2 separate regions of the Callithrix jacchus genome follow, and region 2 is linked to region 1. A link is a contact called in public Hi-C data. All regions are on one chromosome and are shown on one strand. The core of a region is the stretch at or near the end of the contact, and the rest is flanking DNA. Distances in the headings are between cores, read along the strand shown. Region 1 overlaps ARID1B (AT-rich interaction domain 1B). Region 2 overlaps ARID1B (AT-rich interaction domain 1B).

Evidence for each region. A called contact is a pair of places that touch in the nucleus more often than the background predicts.
Region 2: a contact with region 1 is called in a Hi-C map of skeletal muscle, with 4 times the contacts expected there. The contact joins two enhancer-like sites. A contact is called at or near these places in 2 of 3 Hi-C or Micro-C datasets (both in skeletal muscle).

The regions. Positions count from the first base shown.
Region 1 is chr4:163,622,548-163,629,072 of calJac240_pri, reverse strand. The region is part of intron 1 of ARID1B (AT-rich interaction domain 1B); the gene reads right to left. Among named protein-coding and RNA genes, the nearest start is that of ARID1B, 20 kb to the right of the region's middle. Within about 2 kb of position 2,107, at least 7 of the 16 cell types and tissues checked have an H3K27ac peak or open chromatin away from gene starts, as enhancers often do. A contact at or near this core is called in skeletal muscle, where this site is marked.
Region 2 is chr4:163,774,392-163,780,667 of calJac240_pri, reverse strand. All of the region lies in intron 4 of ARID1B (AT-rich interaction domain 1B), which reads right to left. Among named protein-coding and RNA genes, the nearest start is that of ARID1B, 170 kb to the right of the region's middle. Within about 2 kb of position 4,052, at least 1 of the 16 cell types and tissues checked has an H3K27ac peak or open chromatin away from gene starts, as enhancers often do. A contact at or near this core is called in skeletal muscle, where this site is marked.

The DNA of each region.
Region 1 (6,525 bases), core at 858-3,357:
AAACTCCTGACCTGGGATCATCCACCTGCCTCAGTCTCCCAAAGTGTGGGATGACAGGAGTGAGCCAACACACCCAGCCTAATTTCAATTAATTTTAATTTAAATAGCCACATAAAGCTGATAGCTGCCATACTAAACGGAGCCATTCAGACTATACTTTTAATGCTGACAAGGTTTTTTTGTTGGAAAAAGGTTCTTCAGACACAAGAAATGCATCCTGATTCTGAGTTTTCTCTTTAGGAAGGGGGAATTGTAATGAAAACTAACCAGGTACAAAGATCCCCCTTCACATTCTCATCAAAAGAAGAAACACACTTCAGTTCCATTCTGTTCCGTAACTGGTGGGACAGAAGGGACGTGTATAATGAAAGTGTTTGCTATGGAAGGGGTGGGAGTGAGGGTTCCCCGGTGGCCACCTTAGAGCCATGTCACCTAGAACCCCGAAAAGAAAAAAACAACTCTTGTTTCACCTGCTGGCTGGGAGTCTTATTACTGTGCAGCATCTTCAGTGATTCTGTTTTACAGGTCTCTCTAACCAAATGGTATTCTCTTAGTGGGAAAGGAAGATCTTTCTCCATCAATTTCTCCAATATCGTCATAGAATATCAAATGATTTGAGGCCGGGTGTGGTGGCCATCCATGCCTGTAATCCTCACAATTTGGGAAGTCGAGGCAGACAGATCACTGGAGGTTAGGATTCAAGACCAACCTTGCCAACATGGTGATCTGTACTAAAAAATACAAAAATTACCTGGGCACGGCGGTGTAGGCCTGTAATCCCAGCTACCAGGGAGACTGAGGCATGAGAATCATTTGAACCTGGGAGGCGGAGGTTGCAGTGAACCAAGATCGCACCACTGCACTCTAGCCTGTGTGACAGAGCAAGATTCCGTGTCAAAAAAAAGAAAGAAAAGAAAATCAAATGATGTGAATGCAAGCAAGCAATAAAAAATTTCATTGTAACAACACTTTCCACAATGTAAATTCAGACCACTTGTCCACATTCCAGTCCCTCCTGAGAGGCAATACAGCATATATGAAAGGCAATGGAGTCAGAACACCTGAGTGCAAACCACACCTTTACCACTTGCTAGATGTGTGCTTAACATGAGTACCTTAATAGAACCTACCTCCTAGAAAATACACATCGAATTCTTAGCACAGTGCTTGGCACCTAGAAATTGTTTGAAACATTATTTTATATTACTAATTATTCAATACTTAATATTTCACTACAACAATTGATTTCTCTTTGAGGTTCCACACAGCATGAGGGAATCTGACCTACAGTCTGTAAAACTTGAGACAGGACATGTACTCAAGTTGAAATTTACAGAGTGGTTTCGTTATAAATATATTGTAGGAAATACATACCTGTGCAAAATTAGCCGTTTTAACATCAGAGAATAACCTATACACACAGAGAGAAAACTGTTTTAGAACTGCCAAGTTTTTTAGTATCCAATCCTGAATGACAGCTCTCAAACATAAGCTTTCAGAGGGGATAAAGAGAAAATGTACAATAACAACATTACTCCTGCTGACCATGCTTTAACCCAAGGTTTCTGCCACACAAGTGGCAATAACCAAAGCTAACTCCCCAAATGCAATGATCTCCAAGAAGTTTTCCCAGACACTCAGGGATGTCTTCCCCAAGCCAGCTGACTCACTATACGTCAGCATGACAATCCAGTTTACCACAGAGATCAAAGGCACCCAAAATACACTGGCAGTTCAATATATTACAAAACTGATCTTCTGGAAATATCTGTAAATAATCTTCCCCCCAGCCTACAAATCTAGTGAAATATTCTCTACCCTCAACAAGGTACAAGGCCAGCACAGGCCCCGAGTTCATCTGCCTCAGGGCTGACTCCTGGCGCCATCATTTTATGGCCTTGGCGAAAGCACATGCACCCCTCTTTGCACATTACCTCACAATCTGTAAAATGGGGAAGGCAAACCCTGCCACCGAGGAGTGCCGTAAGGGAACTGGTGTCACCAGCATACTCTGAGCCCCACTGTATGCCAAACACGACCCCAGGTACTGGGCCACAAAGAGCCAGGCCTGCTCCCACCTTCCCCTGAGCAGCTCTAGGCCTGCCAGAGAGGAGGAAGAGTCGGTGGGCAGTCAAGGGCCGGGCAGGGAGCACCCAGCACAGCGCCCGGCAGAGAAAGCAGCTTAGGAAACGCAGGAGCTCCACCCTCTTCCAGCACAAGGAAAAACAAACCAAACACACTGCTTCTCTTCTAGCTGTCCAGAGCCTTTTTCTTGCTTCCTATCCCTCCCTCGCTTCACCTACTGCAACCTGCCGCCTTCCCAACCACTCTTCTGAGGGTCACCAGTGACCAAACGAGCACGATGTCAGCCCGCAGGCTTACTGGGTATTCCTCAGGGCTCACTGCAGCTGCGTGTGTCTTCCTGTCAGAAACGGCCTTCCTGTGCTGCCCGTGGAACTCCCCTCAGCTTTTCCATCGCCTTTCCTGGCTCTCTGGGTGGCTCCTCTTCACTCATAAAGGTTGGTGCTTTGTAGGACGCCTAGGCACCTCTTTCCTCGCCAGACATGCGCTCCCCCGGGCAGTGTCAGCGGCCTCACTCTCAGCTGGCACCTCAGGCTGCAGCCCTCGTCCCCTCCTCCACGGCACGTCCCTGTTTCCTTCTGCTCCAGCATCTCCACTGAGCTGTCTGGAACCCATCACCACCCAACATGTCAAAACCACAGCCTGGCACTAAGTACATGAGATGACTCAAAAGCAGGAACACCTTCCAAAAACCCCATACGGTATGATTCCTTCCCACGGAGTCAGGTCAAGAACCCCATGCTTGCACCTCCCTTCTGTCCAGCCTGGAGGAAATAAAGGTGGCATCAGGGCTGCCACAGGCCATTTCACCCGTGGACAGTAGAAATGCTACATTTAACAACTGTCAGAGGCTCAGGCTGGGCATCTGAAAGATTACAGAAATAGCTGCGACAGTTCCTCTTCAAACTGATTTTACTACATATTCATCTATAGCCCCATTAAAAACAATTTTTGAAAATGTTCAATTATTTTTAATTCCCTTGTGCTGTGCATCCCTACGATAAACGGCAGCACCCCCATGTGGATGGCTGGTCTGCTCTCTCTGGGATTAAATTTCACTGGAAGGTAAGCCTTATGAAAGCAGGGATGAGGTTTTGTCACTGTGGCATCCCCAGCACCTAGAACACTCTGCCACCCGGTAGGCACTGAATAGACAGCGGCAGCTATTTGATGAATGAGGAAAGTACATTCACAAAGGGCCATAGTATCTGGCAGCTGCTGGCAATCAACTCAGGCCTCCCACCCCCCCAACCCTGACTCCCCACTGTTCTTTCCTAGGGTCTTGAGGTACCGGAGGCATCCCTCTAAATGTCTCCTCTACCAGGTTGGCATCTGAGGCTCTCAAAGATCTCAAACCGCATAAGGCTGGGCCTGTTCCTCACTGACCTCGCTGGCTCCCAGGCTCTGGCTTCTGCTCCTACTCCCACCCTGGGGCTTAGCAGAGCCCACCATCTCACCACTTGTCTGCTTCCGCAAGCCCTGCATGCTAGCCTGCGCCACAGCTGCATGGCGAACTTCTCCACTCTAACCTTGTAATATGCAAAAAGGATAACTATCCTCTATCCTGGAAAAGGAGGAAATGGCTTGACTCTTCTCCAACAGAGAGAAACTCATGAGCATTCTGACAGTTATTTTCTTAGGGCTTTCTCAGCTGCTTCAGAATGTTCTCATTGCTGAAAATCTTACCACTAGATGAATGATACATTACTACTGAAATTTCCTGAAAGAAATAACACAAGCAGACAGGTGTTAGCTTTCTAGGCAAAAAAAATACCTTTCATCATAAGGATCAGATTGCAATGTGGCTGCTAAGACACTGAAGATGCCCACTCCTTCATAAGTTTAAAAAAACAAACAAAATTAAAGATCCAGTCTTAGAGACACACGGCAAAAAGCCTAAAAATCAGGTCACAGATTTTGGTGGTTTTTTTTTTTTTCTTCCTGTGGGCTCTTAAAAATAAACTGCCCACTCATTTTCTTGAGATGGGTCAGGCACAATCAGCTTTCACTTGAAAACCTGGACATCCATGATTACCCTAATAGTGATATATTACCATAAACAGTAAAGCAAGATGGAATATCATCAAATAGGAAACAAGTGACAGCAAGGACTTCATTTAATTCTAAGTTAAAAACAGAATTACAGGGATATGCCATTTGGAAATAGTCTCAGCCTCAAATTAGAGAAAGCAGGTGAGGCGCCCACAAGCTGAAAACCCAGAAAACAGGCATGAGCAGAGCAGTGCCCAGCTTTCCCACAGCAAAGAAAACTGCTGCAGGACCCATTAAGTGAAATGTAACTTACACCCCTTGTCTAAGACAAGGTTAGGAGCCAAGCTGATTTTTTTTTAAGCTGTGAGATGTGGTTTACGGATGATTAGAGGAGAGGAACAGTTGCGGACATAGAGGGAAACTTTTCCCAGTACCGTACCATACCCATAAGGCATAATGAAAATAAGGAAGAGAAGGAAGGAGGAAAAGGGTCTCAGGACCCCTCCCATACCTGAGAAGGCCTGGGCAGCCTGGGGAGGGAGGGAAAGGCGGCATCCACTGAGTGCTTTCCACAACCTCCTCGCACCACTGAATCTGGCTCCAAAATGACCGTGTGGCAACAGAGACAGAAATAATCAGGCTGTATGTCATGAAATAACCTCGCTGAAGAAGTGGAGGAGTTTTCTGCCTTACATCTGTTCTTTTATCTATGCATGACCGTCTTGATGATTTTTAGATATGCTAATTTTGGTGCTTGGTTGACAACTTTTAGCACCATAGTAGTTCAATCTGGGTACATAATGAATATTATATTTTGTTGGTTTCTTACTCTAAAATTCTCTCTTCCTGCTGCCTGGATTTCCCCTTCTCTCCCACCTTCCGGCCTCCCTTCCCTTATTCTCTCTTCACACTTCCTTGGACTCATGGATTTCTGGACTTGTAAACTCCAGCAACCCTGAGACACCGTCCAGTCTGTGCGCCAATTCTCTCTCATCCGACAAAAATAACCCAGCACCCACCATGTGCTGCCCTGCTCCCGCCCAGGCTCCGCAGCCTCCACCTCCTGAACCAGCCAGGCCAGAGGGAAGAGAATCCAGGCTTCCCTCTAAACGGCTGCTGACTAGGACATGGCTGCTGACTAGTTCACAGCCGCCCTTGGTACTATGCAATGACGCAGACAGTAGTGGGGAGCAAAGACCCAGATGGCGGTAGGGAGTTTCCCTGAGGAGCAAATGTAAATTAATGTCTGGTGATGTGATCAGAAAACTCCAATGCCACCCTCCAGCCCTTGTGGCCCAAATTCTTGCCTCTTTTTTGTCTGATAATGACAGAGCCAAAATACACTAAAAGCTCCTGAATTATAAAAGAACGTGGGCTAGATGCAGTAGGGCTCATACCTGTAATTATAGCACTTTGGGAGGCCAAGGGGGGTGAATCACTTGAGCTCAGGAGTTCAAGACCAGCCTGGAAAACATGGCAAAACCCCCGTCTCTACAAAAAAAAAACAAAAACTAGCCAGGAGTGGTGGTGTGTGCTTGTAACTCCAGCTACTCGGGAGGCGGAGGTGGGAGTATCACTTGAGCCCAGGAGAAGGAGGTTGCAGTGAACCAAAATTGCACCACTGCATTCCAGCTCGAGTGACAATGTGAAACTCTGTCTCAAAAAGAAAAAAAAAAAGTGCCAGGCTCCATGGTTCATACAAATGACTACACCCAGAATCACAGCACTTTGGGAGGCCAAGGCAGGAGGATCGCTTGCGCCCAAAAGTTAGAGACCAGCCTGGGCAACATAGCAAGACCCCCACCTCTACAAAGAATTTAAAAATAAACTGGGCATTGTATCATGTGCCTATGGTCCCAGCTACTTGGGAGGCTGAGGTGGGAGGATCGTTTGGGCCCAGGAGTTCAAGATTGCAGTGAGCTATGATCATGCCACAGCACCTAGGCTGAGCAACAGAGCAAGACTGTCTCCAAAAGAAAAAGAAATGCAATTTTACGTCTTAGCAATAACCAAAAATAGAGTCTTTTTTTAAAAATTGTTACCACTAGCTCTTCAGCGACCCCTGAGAGGCAGAAATGTGAGTTTGCGGACCACTCTGCAGCCTGATGGTGATTTACAGTCCCTGGAGGCAGGGGCTACTTCCCTAGGGGATTCTGAAGCACAGTTGGGTTTCAAATCACTAGTTTAGTGGAAAGAATGTAGGCTTAGCATCAGACAAACCAAGGTATTGAACAAATTTCTGAATTCTACCAGTTTGCTTGTCTATAAAATAGGGATAATGATGATGCCTTTGCAAGACTGCTGAAAGGACTGCAGATAATACAAGCAATGTGCCTGGCACACACAGTAGTAGGAGTCCATTAAGGATAGTCGTTATTACTATTACCACTGCTTTTTTATTATAGCACTGTTATTTATGGCTCTTCTAAGTCTTTCTCTAAACCTACATTT
Region 2 (6,276 bases), core at 2,803-5,302, 150 kb before region 1:
CTTCTTCTGTAACTTCCCAGGTACCTGTTCACCAGTTACCACAGGGTCTTGTGAATAGTTTAAACTTCAATAAATAAAACTCTGAAAGAGCAGCGCTAAAAAACCAGGACAACTTTCAAGATGTTACCCCCTGCAAAATGCCACCTAGCTCACAACAACATATTAATTTAATGTCATCTAATCAACTGGAACGGAAAATGGCAGAATTCAAAAAGGTGTATTTCCTATATTAATGTAATTATTTAGGCATGTCCCCTTCTCTTACTCCCCCATGTATATACACAAACCTATATAATATTTCAAATAATGATTCAACCAACATTAAGTATTTGGCTTAAAAGTGTATTTAGTGATACTACCGGAATCACCATCCTTGTTACTAAAGACTTGTGTTATCCTTCATGGCTGGACACTCCTATTACAGTCACATGGTGTTTGTATAAAAACTCTGAAAACTCTTTGAGCAATCTGAGGAATCTACCTAAAGCAGAATTGCCGCAAACCAAGTAGATCCGTACCCATGCCTTTGCTTTTCCCTTCTTTTAGGTGATCTTGCTACTCACTAGTAATACCACGAGCTGAAATGAGCCAGGGAGGATGAACCCCAATCACCAGCCACTACACTACCATCTGACTCTGAGGATAAAGCTGGGGTGCAGATCAAGCTAACACTAGTCACTAACATCACATTTCCAAATTATCAACATATTTTAATTGTCTAAACTAGACACCTGTAATTATTCCTAACAAGTTAGAAATAATTCCTGAGTTAGAAATAATTTGCTTGTTAGGAATAATTAATTAAAATGTATTAAAACCTAGAAGATTTCATCCCTTCGTCTTCACTCGTCCCCATAGGTCAGTCTTTGGTGGCTCAACAAACCAAAACTGGCAGCACAATATTGGGGAAATCCTGAAAAACACAACGTATATTAATGCAGTTTTCTCTTGTGTTCTTCTGTGCGGGGTAAATAAAAACTGATAAAATATAAAAAACATAAAACTGAGGAACATGAAATAAAATGGACGCAGAAGAACCCCAGTGGCATTTACAACAACATTATCTGCATCCAAAGAGGACTGCAATATCGGGGTTCATCACTGAAGTTACAGGCTGCGTGCCAGGATCAGATCTGGGCAAGAGTCAGCCACCTGTTCTGGTTCCTTGCTCACAGGAAAGGAATACTGAATCTCGGGGAAGTGTGGTGCCCCAGCAGCCCTCACAGGCCCCAGAAGCCAAATATCATTTCACAAAAGGAGGAGGGCAAAGAAAGGGCAAGAAACTGACATTCACAGGACACTTCTGTACGTGGTAGGCGCACTGCCCAAGAGGTTTATGCACTTAGGTCTTATGTATGTGCAAAACTCAAGGTGGAGTATCCAGGCCATAAAACTCAATCAGGTGTGAAATGTGCCTTGTCAGCAACTGCGTGCATATTTAGAAATACTTTTATAAATCTGATACCCCCAAACAGGCCAGAATTATATCAAAGATGTTTTTATCCCTACACAACGAAAATGCCAATTAAGTCAGCAAGAAAAGTAGTAAAAATAATAAAATCCTCATGAAACTCCTCAAGAAAGCCAGCATAAAGGTTACTCTCCCACACCAGGTGTTCGAAAAAGTGTTGGGAGACTTGGGAGGCAGTGTTCTCCTGCTCTGAAACCACCAGCACTGATAACACACGACTCAATGCCACCTGAACCTTGTATAAAAGTCTATGACCACAGTTCTGTCACAGCCATTGCTGCTCGTCAACTTCCAAATAGTCAAGATTTCCACAAGATGGCAAAACACTTCTGTGAAATTATATGTGCTGAAAGTAAGAATTCTGCAGCTATTTGGATGTGGTTCTCTGAAGATAAAATGAAGAAAGATGCTACTTTCAGTAACCAGCATCACTAAAGTAGGTATTTTCTGCTCATTTCTTTTCTTATTCCTGATGTGTTATGGCAAAGAACAAACATTAATAAGCCAGTGAAATAATTTGAATTTTTTATTTTTCTTTTTATTAATATTACATCTAATATAAAATCTTAGACATAGGACACCATCAATAAATGATTATTAAACATAATTGAATTTTTCTGCATAATTGAGAAGCAGAAAAGACAAGATATTGCATCTTAATTGAGGATGTCAACATTAAGGCATGTTGGCTAAAGAAAAACATAAATGGAGCAATTGGGGCTGGGCACTGTGGCTCACATCTGCAACTGCAGCACTTGGGAGGCAAGAGGAAGGAGGATCACATGAGGCCAGGATTTCAACGCCAGCCTGGCAAAGAGTGAGACACCACCTTCTCACCCCCTCCCCCGTCTCTACAAGAAATTTAAAAACTAGCCAGGCGTAGTGACACATGCCTATAGTCCCAGCTACTCGGGAGGCTAAGGCCAAAGAATCACTTGAGCCCAGGCGTTCTAGGCTATGATGACGCCTGCACTCCAGTGTAGATGACACAGCAATATTCTGTCTCAAAAAAACACTAAACAGAAATAAAGAAATTAATGCGGCAACTATGAAAAACAAACAGGAAATTTGACCACATTTGTATTTACTCAAGAACATTTGTATTTATTCCTAACTTTAATCAAAATTGGCAAAATAGTTTTATATTTCAAAGGAGAGACGGTTTAAGCTTTGAAAAAGTTTACGGGATGCCATGGTACCACCACACTCAGGAGCAGGTGCTCGAAGGAGCTGCCGTCATGGCTGGAACAAGCTCTAGACTGACCACTACTCCACCACTGTCCAGGTGCCCTGCCATTCTGGAGTCCTTATTTTCACAGATGGAAATTACAGCTCAAAAAAAATCCAAGTCAAATTAAATACATAAAAATACATGCATGTTAAGAAATCGTTAATATTAACTTTTCATGTTTCATTAATTGCCCTTGGCAGCTGTAATATGTTTCATCTTTAGCTTATACCAAAAAAAAAGTTAATAAATTAAGTCAAAAGTATTTCTGTTCATCCCTAAAGCAAAACCTTTGCTCTTTTCTTTGTCATTTCCTGGAGTAAAATGGCAGCGCTTTTCAAAATTGAAGAAAAAAGAGAGGAAAGGGTGTGTGTGTGTGTGTGTATATTTTTTTTTAAGTAGCCCTTTGGAATTCAGAGTAATTTTCTAAAGTCCCAATTCCTCTGCTAGGATCCAAATGTATCAGAATCTCATGGTGCTCAAAGTGGTAACCCATTTCTACAAAATAAAAGAGAGCATCTTTCAAAACAGCATATTAAAGCCAGTCCCCTCCCCCACTGTCCCATACTCACACACCCTACACTTGCAAAAAGAAAAAAAAAAAAAAAATGTAAAGGCATTAAATTTGTAGACTATGCCACAATACCTACAGCCCAAAAAGTTTCAGAGAAGGAGAAATTAATAATGAGATAAATTAAACTAGGAAATGTAACTCCAAAAGGAAAGGAAATAAGAACGTAGGCTAAATCGTTCAAAAGCATATCAAACCAAGTAATACAATGTAATCTGTCTCTACCCAAGGAGAGGAACCTATTCAGATAGAATCTTATTGCACTATCCTAAAAGCAAAAGAAAATAAGACTAGCCTGAGTCCCAACTGAACTATGTAGCTTCTTTTTTTCTTGCGACTGTGCCTTGCCCTAGTTCCAATTCCAGTTGTGCACACTCTGGGAAGACGTGCTGAGTTGTTTATACACACTCTTCCACAACACTCTTCAAATCATCTCCAAAAATTTAAATGAAATGCAATGTCATAGCCGATGCCACCATTCTTTCAACATCAATTCTCATTTATGACAATGTTTTACTTCTGATATAAAGAACTATATAAAAAACAAGGCTTTAGTAGAAAAGATGAGTTGCATCCTTTTAGGTGTTACAGGATTTGAGCAAAGTTATTCAGGACTTGCTTTACTCTCATAAAAATCTCTGGGTATCTTTTCTCTTCCCACTACGTTTGTTTCCCCATGTTTGTCAGCAACACCACCAACACACCCTGGTCACACAGATTAAAAACCTCAAAAGCATCTATCGTCCCTCCCTCGTGCCCTTCCTCCCTTTATTCCAAGAGTTTTCTTCCTCTGCACTCCCACAGCCACCAGTTTCCCAGCCAGGCTGAGCTCACACTCTCAAATTGTGTCCCTGCCTCCAGGGTCAGGACGGCCATTTCCAAAACGAAGGTTTTGCGTATGTAAAAAGAACGTTATAATCCACTTGGTAACCTGACAGTTCTAGACTTTCAAAATACTATGGAAGAGTGGAGTGGGGGCTTTAGGCAGGCAAACAGATGTCAAGAAGCCCCGTCTTTACAATGCACACACCTATATCTTGGACACTCACTAATGGGCATATCTATTCTTCTTCCTGTTTGGTTTTGTTTTTTTGTTTTTTTAAAGACAGAGTCGCCCGGACTGGAGTGCAGTGGCACAATCTCAGCTCACTGCAACCTCCACCTCCCAAGTTCTTGTGATTCTCCTGCCTAGGCATCCTGAGTACCTGGGATTACAGGTGTGCACCACCACACCTGGCTTTTTTTTGGGGGGGGGGTATACTTAGTAGAGGTGGGGTTTCACCATGTTGGCCAGGCTGGTCTTGACCTCAATTGATCCGCCCACTTTGGCCTCCCAAAGTGCTGGAATTACAGGCATGAGGCACCACATCCAGCCCATTATTCCTCTTTTACTAGCAGTTGCTAGTGTCCATTAACTAGTATTTTCACTTTCGTTGTTGTTGAGACAGGGTCTTTGCTTTTGTTGTGTAGGCTGGAGTGCAGTGGTGTGATCACTGCAGCCTCAATCTCCCAGCCTCGAGCCATCCTCCTACCTCAACCTCAAAGTAGTTCAGACCACAGGCATGCCCTACCACACCTGGGTAATTTTTGTATTTTTAGTGAAGATGGGGTTTCACCATGTTGGCCAGGCTGGGCTCAAACTCCTAGGCTCAACAGATCTGCCCACCACGGCCTCCCGAAGTGCTGGGGTTACAGGCATGAGCCACCATGCCTGGACAATATTTTCATTTATATACAACAAGACTTTAAAAAATGGTGTCCAATGGAGTGTTATGTTATCATTCTGGAGCCAAACTTTCTCCAGATACAGCATAATTACAAAAGACCAACTACACATTTTCCCCAGGTGTGGACTGACTCACTGCACGGCTCGACTACTCATGCCCATGGAGAAAAGAAAGACTTGCGGAGATCCCTACCTATGCAGGTCAGACAATTCTGAAAATCAGGAAACGATATGCAGGCACAAGTGCCAGGAGCCGCAGCGCACTAGGTGGTCCCCAGGCTCACTCTGGCCTGCGTCAGAGAGGACATCCGCCTGAGGAGCAGGTGTGGCTTCTGCTACTGCCTCACTGCATGTACCCTTCTGTGCTCTGACAGAAAGAGCAGTGAGAAATCAAGTAAAAGTGAGAACTGTAACACATCACTCTACCCAGATCAAACCAGTGAGCTCTAAACACTCCAAAAAAAGCGGGGGGTGAGTGGTGGGGGGCGGTAAACACACACAAAACATAGGCATGTAGGGGGAACCCACGGCTTGAGTTCCACTCAAGACAAACAGCGGTTTTCATGTCTTTGGGTTACTACTACTTCCATTCATATCAATCTCGGCTGGAAAAGCATAGTGCGTTTGCCAGTGACTCAGATGTAAACCTGAGGGTTGGGGGTGAATGAAGACCTCAGGTACATACCCTCAGGGCCTTCCTTACCCCATCAAGAAATGAAAAACAACTTGGCACACGATCAACTTGGTTCAGAAAACCATCCTGTTGGCATTAGCCTTTGCATCACAAAGATTTCATCGTCCTGCAGCTTTTTCGTTTATTTGATTGGTTGGTTGGTTTTTCTACCTCCCCCTTTCCTTTTCCACGAAGTTTCTTTTTCCCTAGACTTCCCTATATGCAACCACATAACGGCTCCCAAACTGATCACACAGGAGAGGAAGGGGGACCTCTGGAATCTGAGATGAAAGAGAAGAGGGAGACCCCATATAGGAAGGTCTGCGGTGCTCCCAAGGCCTGATACTAAGATTATATACTCAGTAAGGCAGCCCCAAATCCCTCAACAAGTTCAACTGGCCCTGCTACAAAAGCAAATGGCACCGGAGAATGGAAGAGAGGCCACCAAGCGCCACATAGGAGCTGTTTCTGGAGATTTCAATGTGCCCGCACTTCACTCACTCCACTGACTTTCTCCCAAACGCAGAGAAAGAGTCCGTTTTTATCAGTGCTTTCTCTCATACGTTAACAAAGATGGCTTTTAATGAAAAACTGTGGAGCTAGAAGG